Linked DNA regions of Mus musculus: region 2 is linked to region 1. Evidence: chromatin contacts called from public HiChIP or PLAC-seq data. All regions are on one chromosome and are shown on one strand. Each heading gives the region's core, a stretch centred on a gene start, on an enhancer-like site or on the middle of the called end of the contact. The rest is flanking DNA. Distances are from core to core; before and after follow the strand shown. Region 1 overlaps Sgms2 (sphingomyelin synthase 2). Region 2 overlaps Sgms2 (sphingomyelin synthase 2).

Region 1 (6,784 bases), core at 2,888-5,387:
TTGCTACGGGGTCCTGGATACTTAGCCCATGGGATAATATGTAACTGTTAAATAATGCTTTCATATTGTTTTAACTCTTGGAGAAAAAGAAGGAGAAAAGGGAAGGAAAGGGGTGCTAATGGTCACACCAAAGACATCTAAAAGGGATGGTGAGAACTGCATTTTTCATGGAGAGATAGAAGCAGACTAAGGTGGCAAAGTAAACTAACAATTAGGAGTCTTGGTGTGACAGGACATACTGATAGCCCCAAGGACTTCTTTAATGGTGGAATTACTTAGCTTGGTATCAGCATATATGGAGGAGAGGTTCAGATGGGTTTAATAAAAGAAGGAGTGGCCAAAGCTCACCCAGTGCTGTCTATGTCCTTACTACACTCAGAAGCAAAGAAAAAGGCCAACTTGCATGGTAGCACACTACAGTCTTGTCTCTGGTTTCCAACCCAGACTTTGCCCTTTGAAAGAATTAAATCTCCTAGCTCTCTCTGTTTCTTCTGCCCTACCCTACAGCAGGGACGGCTTTAAAGATAAACTCCTGTTTTATTACAATTTAAAATATAATTTAAAAAAACCATGATTCTATATTCTTCAGATAATACCACAGAATAAGCCACATAAGTAGGTAAATAAATCATGGGGAAAAAAACCTGCTGAATTCCACTTACTACTACTTAGGCATCTAAATAGCACAAGGGGGGGAAGAGAGAGAGAGAGAGAGAGAGAGAGAGAGAGAGAGAGAGAGAGAGAGAGAAGGAAGAAGAAGAAGAGGAGGAGGAGGAGGAGGAGGAGGAGGAGGAGGAGGAGGAGGAGGAGGAGGAGGAGGAGAAGGAGAAGGAGAAGGAGAAGGAGAAGGAGAAGGAGAAGGAGAAGGAGAAGGAGAAGGAGAAGGAGAAGAAGAAGAAGAAGAAGAAGAAGAAGAAGAAGAAGAAGAAGAAGAAGAAGAAGAAGAAGAAGAAGAAAGAAAGAAAAGAAGGAAAGGAAAGGAAAGGAAAGGAAAGGAAAGGAAAGGAAAGGAAAGGAAAGGAAAGGAAAGGAAGCAAGCTTTGTGGGGGGCCTGATGTGGAATACCCTGTCCTACTGGAATGAATCCAGCTAAATAAGACATCACTATTAATTGTGTTTGCTGCATGAAACAAGATATTGCCCAGGCTAGCTTCAGACATGCCCCTCCCCCCCCAGTCCAAAGCATGTTCTCCGCCACGTGCCTCTAATTAAGTATGATTTTAATACAGACTTCTTGATTCAGGCTCATCAGAGAAAAAATATTAATCATTAATACTACAGATAATTATTTTAAGTGGAACCTAAAAGCTGAAAACTTCCAGAACAAGATGTGGTTAGTGAGAAGCAAGTTTAATGGTCGGGAGTTGCCGGGTGAGCTCAGAGGTCAGCCCAGAGGAGCGAAAGGTCACCAGTGTGCTACCAGCTGACCATCATAGCACTACAAAGCCAGTCCTAGGAAATAACTCTAGTTAGTCTAAGTACGTTTAACATGGCTGATATTTAATAAGCTTTTCTAAAGTATTGAAAATTGAAGCTGGGGAAATGGCTCAGTGGTTTAGAGCACAAACCAATGTTCTGTTCCCAACACCTAGAAGGCAGCTTTACAACTATCAGTAATCTGAGCTCCAGGGGGGATCTGGCACCCTCTTCTGACCTCTGCAGGCACCAGCACACAATGAACACACACACACACACACACACACACACACACACACAGGCAAAACATGCATACACATTGAAGGAAACAAGATTTTTAAAGTACTTAAAATGGAAGGTCAACAAGATGGTTCTACAGGAGGAAGCCCCAGGCTCAACAACAGGTGTCTGAGTCCCCAGGTGACATAGAGAAGGACTCCTGCAGCTTGTACTCTGAGCACCACTGCATATGTAGCATACAGATGAATAAAATGTAACACAAAGGGAAAAGAGGAAGAAACACAAAGCAAAAGGAGGGATCTGCAAGTTACCTTCTAGCGCTGCAGATCAAACCCAGGGCCTGTGTGTGCATCGTAGGTCTGTGCTCCGCCACTCAGCTAAATCCCAGCTGCTGACACTGCAGACCTTGGTTTACAGAGGCCGTGCCCAGTGTCCATCCCATCCACTAATGCTTAAGAGTAAACACTTTATCAAACAAGAAGAGAACGTTCGGGTAGTAAATTTTCCATCTTATATTTGATTTTTTTTTTAATGGATAGCACATCACTCCAGTTTTAACCTAGTTGTCATATTCATGTAAACACACACACACACTGCAGAAGTTAATGTATGTATTATATATGTAATATATATATTATATACAAAATACATACATATACGCAGCATAATTTATGAGCAAACTAACATCCATCTATGTATGTATGTATGTATATAAAATCTAGAATCTGCATGAAGAAAATGTGTGATAATTTGCCTGATTTTTAATAATTTGTCTTTCCATCCATTTGCCTGTAATCCTAGCACTTGGCAAGCAGAGGTAGGAACAGGAGGGGTTCAAGGCCAGCCCTAGCTAGATGAGACCCTGCTTCAAAACAAAATAGAAAGAAAAAAAAAAATGTCTCCATAGCTACTGAACAAGAAAGTGTGCTTCTGTGTTTACAGCCAAACGAGATGTCTGGCTAACTCAACTCATGATGTCTGGCTTGGGGGCAGCTCCCAGAAGCAGGGTCCTCAATGGGCTTTGGGTCCTACCACTTCCTTAAGAAAGTGGTAGGACCCAAAGCTCACCAGCCCCACCCAGACGCAACAGACCCTGATGCGGGTTCAGCGGGAAGAAAGGCTCACCCACCACTCCTCATTCTGCCTTCATGTGTCATGGCTCCCACAGGTCTTAGACACAGAACATCTTCTGGTCCATCTGAACTCCTGGCCCCAGGTGAGTCACACTGTACCCACAGGATCCCTTAACATCTGACCTCCCCTCTGCCATCATGCACCTGTTCACAGTCCCACAAAGCGTCCCGGCTCGCTACTTACTCGGGCTTCTCTTTCCTACTAGTTCCGAGCTGAGAGGGTAGACTCCATGTTTTACAACGATGCAGTCGCTGGCCTCTAGCCAAGCACTCTACTGAGGACCTACGGCGGCCGCTGAAAGTACTGCCCATACACATGCAGACTGGAATCATCCTACATTTTGTTAAGACCCCGAAGAACCTGGAGTCGGTCACGTCTGCTTATTTGCATATCCGTCAGATAGAAGCTCCCAGAATTTCATGTGGCTACTTTGTATAATTACATGTCCCATTATAAATTCTACAAAAAAAATTTGTGATGTAGCCTGTGGTATGAAAAAGAAGTAAAAAAACGAAAGCTGCTTTCTTCTTATGTTAGGAGTCACGAGACAAATTCTCACGGTGTAGTGCTAATGTGGCTTTTCAACATCCGATTTGCAAAGTATGGAATTCTGGAGAGCCTCAGAAATGAAGTGGTTTAGTTACAATTTCTGTAATCAGGATTCTCATATCTTCCTATATGGTCCCACTTATCTGTGCCTTCCTTCCGTGCCTTTCTACCTAATTTAGCTGGGCCTCCCTGGAGGCCAGATGTCCCTTCCCCAGCGTACACAGAATAACAGCTGCTTGGCCGCTCTAGCACTTCCTGATTATTGGTGTCAACACCCACAGCCACTTCACCTGGCAGGTGCTATCTGTCCACATCTGAGGAGTGACAAGCTAACCTCAGATATCTATCACAGCGATAGAAGCTATCTGGATCCAGAGCCTATCTCTCCGCCACTAAGTTACGGTGTGACCTTCTGGGACCTTGGGCTATTTTAGTGATTAGGAGTGTGCGCTTTTCCCTCTCTAAAGGCAATGGATTTCATCTCCCGTGGGTCATTCTGTGAAGGAGGTGATTCACTGTACAGCTTTTCCCCACTCCGCTCTTCCTTCTCACGGTCAGGTCAGCACATCTGTGTTTGTCCTAAGCTTACATCCCTCAGGCACTGACAAGTGGCAGGCTAAGGTACCTGATACCCTGAGTGACTGTTCGCCCAGGTCCCCAGTGACTTAAAAGAAGGGCATTTCCTGGAAATGTGGGGGCTGGACATTTCATTGTAGTGAAGTATTCAGGGTGCGAGTCACGGCCGTTGCCTAGTAACCGGAAGGTTTGTGTTTGGCAGTGGAAAAGGCAGCTCAGCCCAGGTACAGCTGATTATTTACCCAGTGTGACCTTCTCCCCGGCTGCACACTGATTCTTGGATTAATGCTTAACCCAGACCCTTTCCCCCAACTTTCCTCACTGGTAGTGGGGGCTCCTTCGGCATTCCCTTTAGGTCGAGAGAATTCAAAGGGGGTATGGCATACGTACGCACGTAAGTACGTACGTACGGAGAATACACCCATTCCTCAGAGCAGAAGGAAAGGCGAGACTGGAACAGGAGACAGGATTCCTGCTCTTCCCGGGAGAGCGAGCGGAATTCTACAGAGTGAGGAAGTCCCCTTTTGGTCACGAATTTACCAGTGAATTTCTCTCTCATAACTCAGTAAACACAGCACACTCCCAAACGGTAGTGACTAATTAATCCTGACCTCATAGGCAAAAAAGCTTTTCCTTTTTGTTTTTGTTTTTTTTTTTTGTAAGAAGACTGAGTCACTTGGTGGAATCCGTCCCAGACCAGAAACAAGATTTCACTTTTTCCCCCTTATATCAAGAATTGTGGGATACAATGGTGAGCAGCTTTGGAACTAAGAGACTTCTCGCCCTCAAATACCATTTGGGTGGCACAGCTGGCTAAAGCCATTTTGTTAATTTTGTCTTGGGATTCGGGATGGAGGATGTAGTTGGGTTCCTGTAGAAGCTAGGGATGCTAGCAGGGAACACTGCACAGTGCTCACCTGGTCCACAAAACCCTGGATGAACAGGGATCTTCAGCCCCCACCCCCACCCCAAACGCTCCGAGCCTGAGTCCCATAAGGCTCCAACAGTGTTTGACTTTTCTTGTAGTTAAAAAAATACTCTTTGAACGTGGATACCATGACATATGATCATATCCATTCTTCCTCCTTTTTTGTTAGATTCTCCATTTCCTGGTTATTTAATATTCAAAAATTGCTATTTTTTTAACCTGAAAACATAGATACATGAATGGGCTTGGATGTTTTTGTTTGTTTTTCTATTTTTAAGTTTCTGTTTTGAGTATTCTGGGTTTTGTTTCATTTGAATGTCCTCAATTTCGGTGAATCTATTTAGACACATACAACAGAGTAAGATGTAAGCTTTGTGTCTGTGGAAAAGCCCTAGATCCTAAATTTATTTAGCATTTTTGGATGGAAGGATACAAAAGCAATTTAAAACCTTTTTCTTCTTGCCCCATAATTTTCATTCTAATACTGGGTTTTCAGTATTCCTTATATCCACAGGTCCTAATAATCACTCTAAGGGTAATATGGACTTGACTTATTTTTAACAGCTATACAAGTATAGACTTAAGTAGCAATTTTTAATTAAAATGTTAATTTCATAAATTCCCCCACCAACACCTCCTATGGCCCCCTCTCAAATTCATGGCCTCTTTTTAATTATTATTGTTACACACACACACACACACACACATATATGTTTATGAATAAATATATAAATACAGACTTGTTTAGAATTGATTGTATGCATGTTTTTAGATCTGATCACCTTAAGCATCATATTAAACCTTTATCATCTTCAAAACAGTGTTCTTTCAAAAGACATATTAAAACAATAGATTATTTAAGAAAAGAGTACTCTTATGATCCCAAACTGATTGCATTTAAACTTGTTAGCAAGATATAAAGGGTATGAATTATTCCCTAAATATTTTAAAGTTCTTAATCTTGTCTAAAGCAAATTTTCTTTGAATAGAGTTAACAGTTGACAGGTGGACTCCTTGTGGCCCTAAAGAAAAAAGTGTTTAGGTCCATGTGTATTGCTGGGACTTGAAAGCTCAGGACTTTAGTTTCTCTGAGTTTGGACTTTAAGAGATGAATTTGCCTGCAGACACCTAATTTAAACTCATGAATGTGTTGGTACCTGCTTCATAAAGACTTTAAAAGAATTTCCTTTCTATGATTGGCTGGGGACTCCTCCTCGTCACATGTGCACAGAGCCCTGTCTATGACAGTGAACCATTTGTTGCCTGTATACCTCGAGATCCAAATGAGCACAGACTGTCTTGCTTTGAAACAGTATTTAACCTTCACTTAGGCATCTTTCCATTGTGGCCAGGTGAACCAGATAGCCTTTACCCCCTGTTTCACAGAGCCTGCAGAAGAACTGAGAAAAATATACAATTCCCTATCACACAGGGAGATAAACGTCTGGGTAATCAAAAAGTTGAGGGCTATAGCAACACAGAGCCAAGGACACGACCTTGTTCAGAAAGTTCAGGGAAGGCTTCCTGGAAGAAAGGCTTTTTCAACTCAGATCTGAAGGATGAAGAGGAATTATGCTGTTGAGTGAGGGATGGTCTGAAACGGAAGGGATAGTGTGTGCACAGGGGGAGTTATATGTTTGCAAACAGTAGGCAAGTCAACTTGGCTGTAATGAGTAAGTCTGGATCGTAGGGAACCCAGAAGAAAAGACATTTGAATTTTAACCAAAGAATAATGGGTTCTGGGGGTAACATTCTCCATTTTGTGTTTTACAGAACTCCCAAATATGATTCTGGACATGGCCATTAGATCATTGTTACATTAAAGAATAAAGAAACACATGAGTCTACGTCTAACCAGTTTCCTGCAGTACCTGTGAGATATTAACACGTGTATGGCTCAGGAAAGACTGTTGGCTAATGGTTCAGCTGGTAAGCAAGGAA
Region 2 (6,784 bases), core at 1,466-3,965, 100 kb after region 1:
TCTTCAATAAGGTTACAATGGGGAGAGGGACAAAGAGAACTAGTTGAATTCCTCAGATCTGTCTCTTAGGTCCAGTCGGGGTGGTCCCATCCACCCTTAACCCCTCGCTGTCTGAACTTGAGTTTCATTCTATGAGGTGATCTGGTGAGTTGTCAGAGCTGGGTGAAATGACTTTCCAGGAGATAAAGTCTCCTCCAGTTGGAGCCCTTTCCTTCCCCCAACATTGAGATTCATAGGGAAATCTCATGTCTTTGGGTTCATTGTTGCAGTAGTCTGATAGTCAAATTGAGACACATGGTCTCTTTACTTCACTTCTGGCAGGGACATTAAATGACTTTGATGATTAGCAAACAGACGAGTCATCGTGGACATTATCTTGTGAGAAACGGTTAATCAAGGGTGGTTAGTCCAAAGATCAATATTCAATAAGTCTCTATCTATCTATCTATCTATCTATCTATCTATCTATCCATCTATCCATCCATCTATCCACCCATCTATCTATCCATCCATCTATCTACCTTCATATCTTTAATGCTGCCTACCTGGTAAAACTTCTGTTTGCATAAAGGCCTCTGCTGCATTCCCAGGAACTTGATGACCCAAGCTGCCCACCCTTTCCCCCTTTCCTTCATTTCCTTTACACAGATTATGAACTAGCCCACAGCATCAGATGAGACACGGTCACCACCTACATTAGCACAAGATTACGGGGATGGCCCTCCCCCAGGGCCCATGTGCATGCTAACCCAGACAGGGTCGTGCTGTATCCTTTTGACAAAATGAAATTTGCCTTGCTGGGTTAATTTTGCTTTGTTCGGGTGTTACTTTGTGTGATGCCAAGAATATCATTTTCCAGCAATCTTGATCTGATAATAAAGGCACCTTCAGGAGAAGTATGTGACTTCGCCCATGTGCCATGCCCTGAGGCTTCTTCTCGCCCCTCTACAGCATCTAACAGGTAGGAGGATCCTTATACATCTTTGCTTAACCTTTCCTGAGAGTGAATGATTGGTTCCAAGGGAGCCAAGAAATGCATGCACGTGTTGTCTTTCCAGCAAAAGCAGACCACTCGTTCATACATCCCCTCCCCATTTTCCCTTCTGTGGTGCTAACGACTGAACCAAAGGGTTCACCCACACAAACGCTCTGCCCCTGGCCTCCTAGTCTATACTTTACGTTGGTGGCATGTAATGATACATGGTGAGCCGCCTTCTAATGGTGAATACCAAGAGACAGGAGCAAAGGGGCTTCCTGAGGGACACGGCATGGGTCCATCAGAAGATACGCCCTGTGACCTTCAGAAAGTCACTTGAATCTGAAGACCTTCAGGGAACTCAACCTCACTACATGCTTCACTCTCGTTTTCCCGGTACCTAGTACTCTGCCTGCCGTCTAAGAGACGCTCATCAAGGCTGCACTGAGGGAGACAGGTGAGCACGGTGGACCAGGAGTCTTTCTAATCTGTCTGAATTTCCTACTGCTGTGCGGTTTACAGCCACAGCTATAAGGTACACCAAGCCACTCAAGTTTAAGTTAACTGAAACAATGCACGTCCTTGGCTCCACCGGCCATTTCAAGTGCCCATTGGCTGCTATGGCCGCTACAATGGATGCAGAACCATGGAACCCTCATTACCATGAAGTTCTGGGCAGGCCTGCTGTTGGGTACATCAGAGAGTGATGGAAGCACACTGTGCCCATGAAAACACAGCCCTGTCGTCTAGAAACTTCTGCTGATGGAACCCAAGGGAATCGGAAGAAACAGAGCACTCCAAGAAATCCTTGCAAGGCCTGTTTCTCACAGAGAAGCCTAGAGCCTCTAACAGGTTATGCCTCAGCGACTGGGCACCTCATTACAAAAGCATGGAGGGGCTGATGTGGAAAGTATTTATATGGCCATGTATTTGGCAATGTGTTTTAGATACATCAAAACCATAAACCATTGAAGAAAACAGTGGGTAAGCCGGATCTCACTAACCTGTGAAATTTCTGCCTGCAAAAAGGCAGTTAAGAGAAGTAAGACAATTCACAGACTAGGAATTCGCTTTCCATTCAAAATACATAACTGGCAATGCAGAGAAACTCTCAGTGCGGAGGCTTAAACTCCCAATGCTTAAGAGCACGTGTTGAGAATCTAGGTTCACTTCCCAGCACCCACATGGGGTTTTACAACCATGGGTAACTCCAGTTCAGGGAGATCCGATGGCTTCTTATGACCTCCACGGGCACCAAAAGCATATGTGGTACATACACATGCATGCAGCTAAAACATTCATATATAAAAGAAAATATAAATCTAGATCTCTCTCTGGTTAAGAACGTTGTTTCTGTTTGCTTATTTTAGTATTCTGCTTGGTTGCCTGGGTGTGTGAACTTGTGTGTAGTGTGTGTAGTGTGTATGTACACCAGGTATTGAACCCAGGGCCTGTGCATGTGAGGAAGTACTCTATCGGAGGGCTACATTCTGAAGTAGTAAGAACATTCTTGCAAGGATGGTGATACGGCTCAGTGGGTAAAGGTGCTTGCCACCAAGCCTGAGGACCTGAAGTGGATCCTTACAGATACAGGCCCCCATCAGAAATCAAACTGTCAGAGGAGTCAAACAATGGCCTCTGAGAAGCTGGAATTTCCGTGGGAATCTCATGCTGGGAAGAAGAAAAGGCTCCAGGCTGGTGCCACCCTGAGCAGGAACCGGCCTCCTGGAAAGAGGTTATAAAGCTCAGAGTGAGGCTGGGACAAGGGGGAGGAGGGCAGGGTTGGTCCTAGCCTGCTCAGTTATGCACACTTCCTGTCTCCTATTTAAATCTAAGCTTCAAGCTAAGACCCTGAGCGTGGAGTTTGGGGGGGTGAGAGGGGTCCACTGGATCTCTTCATTTGCTCTTCTGCTCAAGGTGAACACACAGAGTACATCTTCCTCTGGTTGTCCCTGTCACTTCTCTGTCTAGTTGGCACACTGAAGGAGGATGGCAGAGCCTAGTAAGTCAGGCTACAGGGCTTAAGCTGTGACCCTAACAACTTGGGTAACAAAAACCAGATCAATGGCCATACAAATCAGCAACCAAAATCCAAGTATGAGCAGTTAGTCAATCTACCTTTGAGACAGCTAGATTCCATTTGCACACGAGCTACTTCCAGTGACTGACTGCTTGGTGGGCTTGTCTGGCTCCTTTGGGTACTGAAGAGTCATATCTTACAAAGAGCATGTACTCAACATTTTTGAAAAAAGATTTGTTTATTTTATGTGAGCACATTGGCGCTGTCTTCAGACACACCAGAAGAGGGGCCTCAGATCCCATGACAGATGGTTGTGAGCCACCATGTGGTTGCTGGGAATTGAACTCAGGACCTCTGGTAGAGCAGCCAGAGCTCTTAACCACTGAGCCATCTCTCCAGCCCTGTCCTCACATTTTTAAAGCCCTTCTTTATGCACAACCACTTTGGTTTGCACATTCCCCATCCCTACAGTGACACAAGCTCTTAAGTATTTTAATCGCTTCTCAAAAATTGACCTCCTATATTCCTTCTAAACAGACAGCCCACAGGCCTTGTACTCCACCATTAGACGGAAACCTATCTACAGAAATAACAGCCACATACCCAAAGGTTATTTCTCAGCAGCTTTCAAAATTCCATCCAAGCCCTACACTGTAATTTCAAATAAAAACAATTCATCCTGAAAGACCTTCTTGTGGCTTCTAGGGACCACATTCCCAGCGACAGATTCCACACGGACGGAGGCTGCCTCCCTGGATGCCCTTTATAAAGTAGCATTCACTCAGGGCACAGCAAATTTACTCTTAATCTCAGCCCACAGGATGGGAGACCTTGGAGCCTTCTCAGCCCCAAGTCAACCTCAGAGGGAGGCTGACCTGAGGACTGGCCTCAGCCCCACCCCACCCACCCACCCTCCATCTCCTGTTGCCATGGCAGCCGGAGCTAACAGCTCGTGTTGACAAGTGTATCTATGGCAACTCATGGCTGACACCGCACTTCTTTCCACTTCTGCTTCCAAACCCAGTATTGAGAAACCATGGGGGTAGCACTAAGAGTTTATAAATCAATGGCGCGGGCACACCCGAGAGCTCTGCTGGTTAAATCTTGGATATGTTTAGTGTCCAGCTGAGTTCTTTATACAGACACTCCCTCTTAAATTAACTTTTTTTTTTGAGGACGAATGATTTTTAAGAAGGTATTTCTTTTTAAACTTTATACTGAAACAATTAGGTGATCCTTAGGATGTAGACATAGCTAATGAATCACGTGAGTATGTGCTCAGCCCTAAGGCATTGGTAATGTTTCAGTGAAAGCGGGGCTCGAGCGAGGTCCATCCTTTTAGGAAGGAAAACTGGATTTTTACTAAGAATGGGTTTTATTAACGATGAAAACCTGCAACTTGAGATTGGCGGTTGGGGAGGGGGTACGGAAAGGGACACTGTAAGTAGTCCATGCCCTAGAGTGCGCATGCGTTCTCAAGCGTATCATTTAAAAGACAGAATCCAAGCCTGGTGCGCTGGGGGGTGAATGCCTCTAATCTCTGCACTCTGGATGCAGTGCATGGATCTGTGTGTGAGTTTGAGGCCAGCCTGGTCTACATAGTTAGTTCCAGAACAGCCAAGGTACATAGAAAGAGCCTGGCTCCCCACACCCCCACCAAAAAAAGAAATAATAATTCAGTTTGGCATCCCCCAGCCGAAGGAAAGCAGCACAGGGCTCAACCATCCATCCGTGCAAAGGATGCTTAGTGACCAACACTACCCGTGGCCTTCCTGTGTCCTATGAAACCATTCAGAAGCAACCTTCCTCCTGCACAGCCTCCTGCCTGGAGCCTCATTAGCATCCTTAGCTCACTGATGAAAGGCAATTAAAGAAATCCCAGGAGGCTGGGGGGAGGGCTCCAAAGCTAAGAGCACCGACAGCCTTTGCAGAGGATCAAGCTTCCGCCCCCAGCACCCCTCAGTGCCTCACAACCATCTGTAAATCCAGTTCCAAGGGATCTATCTGGACCCCCCTAAGAGGCCCTCTTCTGGCCTCTTCTGGAACTGCATTGCAAGCGGTACACGGCCATACATATAGGCAAAACACATACAAAATAAAAATAACTACAACTCAAAAAGAAGCGTTTAAAAATATGAATGGAGCAAAAGCTAGGCTCAGATTACATCATAGGGCAGAGGTGTGTGTATACACGCAGTTAAGGGTCAACAAAGACGCAATGGGAAAGTAAAACACTGGATTATAACTCCATCATCAGATTTCAAACAGCCGCCCTGTGTCCCCCCAACACACAAGCATGAATCCTGGATTCTCCCACATCTGTCGGCATGCAGAATCTCAGCTCAGCAGTGAAAGGATCGGGGATAAGAGGGTCATAGTCAGGAACTTGTTTTCTGTGTGTGTGTATGGAGAGCTAAGTGAGACGGAGTCTCTCTCCATGTAGTCCAGGCTAGCCTTGAACTTTAAATCCTCCTGTCTGATCCTCCCTAGCAGCTGGGATTACAGGCATGCACCACCACACACAGACCCCAAGTTTGTTTTTCTTGAAATGACCATTAGTTGCCAAAATTCTGTTACCTCTGAGATACAAGTGAAAATTCACATTTTCCTCTTTATCTCTCTTAGAGGGAATCTGCCATGATCTTTTCTATGATGCACTATGAAAGTATTAAGAGAATCTACAAATTAATTACTTAAGCTTTCCGTACATTAAGTGTTCAGGCTACAGAATCAACTATGCACTCCCGACAGTCACCATGTCCCTGATTCTGGCCATTACAAGGGCACTCTGAAAATAACCCAAATTAGTTAAAACTTACCCTCCTCTCCATCAATCTTAGTGTCTGCGCTGCAACATAATGACATCAGACTGAGTCTACTTGTAGCCTTTGGCTCCACCCCTCCCAGCCTCATGAAGTTTGTTTTCTTTTTTTAAAGTATCAGCACTGTGGTAAGCAACCTCTTAATGCTGTATCCCCTAGACTTGGTCTCTGCTTCAGGGGTTTAAAAATCTGGGTGAAGATCAAAAATGCACTGTTTAAATACAATGGAAGCCTATTTTTGATTGACCCAAAAGAAGTCATAAAAAGTAGGGCACTCTAGTGTTGTCAATGGAGGTTTATTCTCCTCAGGGTTCTGAAAGATGCAAAGGTCAAGGTCAGGCAGCCACACCTGGTGTGGTCACGGCAAGGAAAGCGGGGTCCAGGTACACTGAAGGGAGCCCATATATCTAGGCACAACTCAGGTACCCCACAAATCCATAATAACTAACCCATTAGGACTCTCACAGTACGAAGGCCTCTAAGGAGGCTCTCTGGTTCCATTTAACGTGTTTCATTTTATTTATATTTATTTTGTATATACAAAGCACTCAAACACTTAAAACAAAACAAAAATAATCTTTAAAAAGAGAGGAAAAAGAAAACCAATCCTTCCTAAGAAAGTAAGTAACTCTCCCACAACTGTTTCTATATGATAGTCTATAGTAGTTGTTTCTGTTACTAGGAAACATTTGCAGAAAAACAAGGCTTACCCATCTCCTGCTACTATCTCTCCACCTAAAGGAATATCCACTCAGAGTACATCTGTCTCCATGGCAACTAGTATAATTGGGAGGCTGCAAGAGGTAATGAAGAGAAAAACAAAGTGATGGGACTGAAAGGGAAAAAACCCAAACCAAAACAAACCACAAATACTCCACACACCAGTGGTGTGAAAGGTGACAACCAGAGGAGACAATGAAGACCGGGGTGGGGGGTAGGGGGTGAGGGGGGCGGGGGGGGGGTGCT

Evidence for each region. HiChIP or PLAC-seq counts read pairs in DNA pulled down with a chosen protein or histone mark.
Region 2: a contact with region 1 is called in an H3K4me3 HiChIP or PLAC-seq map of embryonic stem cells, with 62 read pairs. The contact joins two enhancer-like sites. A contact is called at or near these places in 4 of 15 datasets of contacts at CTCF or cohesin (CD8 T cells, the NIH/3T3 cell line, large pre-B cells and 1 more), 12 of 484 Hi-C or Micro-C datasets (the C10 cell line, bone marrow-derived macrophages, cerebral cortex and 8 more) and 25 of 115 datasets of contacts at active chromatin or transcription factors (CD8 T cells, the NIH/3T3 cell line, acute myeloid leukemia and 14 more).

The regions. Positions count from the first base shown.
Region 1 is chr3:131,360,759-131,367,542 of GRCm38.p6, forward strand. All of the region lies in intron 1 of Sgms2 (sphingomyelin synthase 2), which reads right to left. It also overlaps the pseudogene Gm43116. Among named protein-coding and RNA genes, the nearest start is that of Cyp2u1, 61 kb to the left of the region's middle. Within about 2 kb of position 4,138, at least 163 of the 459 cell types and tissues checked have an H3K27ac peak or open chromatin away from gene starts, as enhancers often do. A contact at or near this core is called in embryonic stem cells and trophoblast stem cells, where this site is marked.
Region 2 is chr3:131,467,131-131,473,914 of GRCm38.p6, forward strand. The region is part of intron 1 of Sgms2 (sphingomyelin synthase 2); the gene reads right to left. Among named protein-coding and RNA genes, the nearest start is that of Sgms2, 20 kb to the right of the region's middle. Within about 2 kb of position 2,716, at least 28 of the 459 cell types and tissues checked have an H3K27ac peak or open chromatin away from gene starts, as enhancers often do. A contact at or near this core is called in embryonic stem cells and trophoblast stem cells, where this site is marked.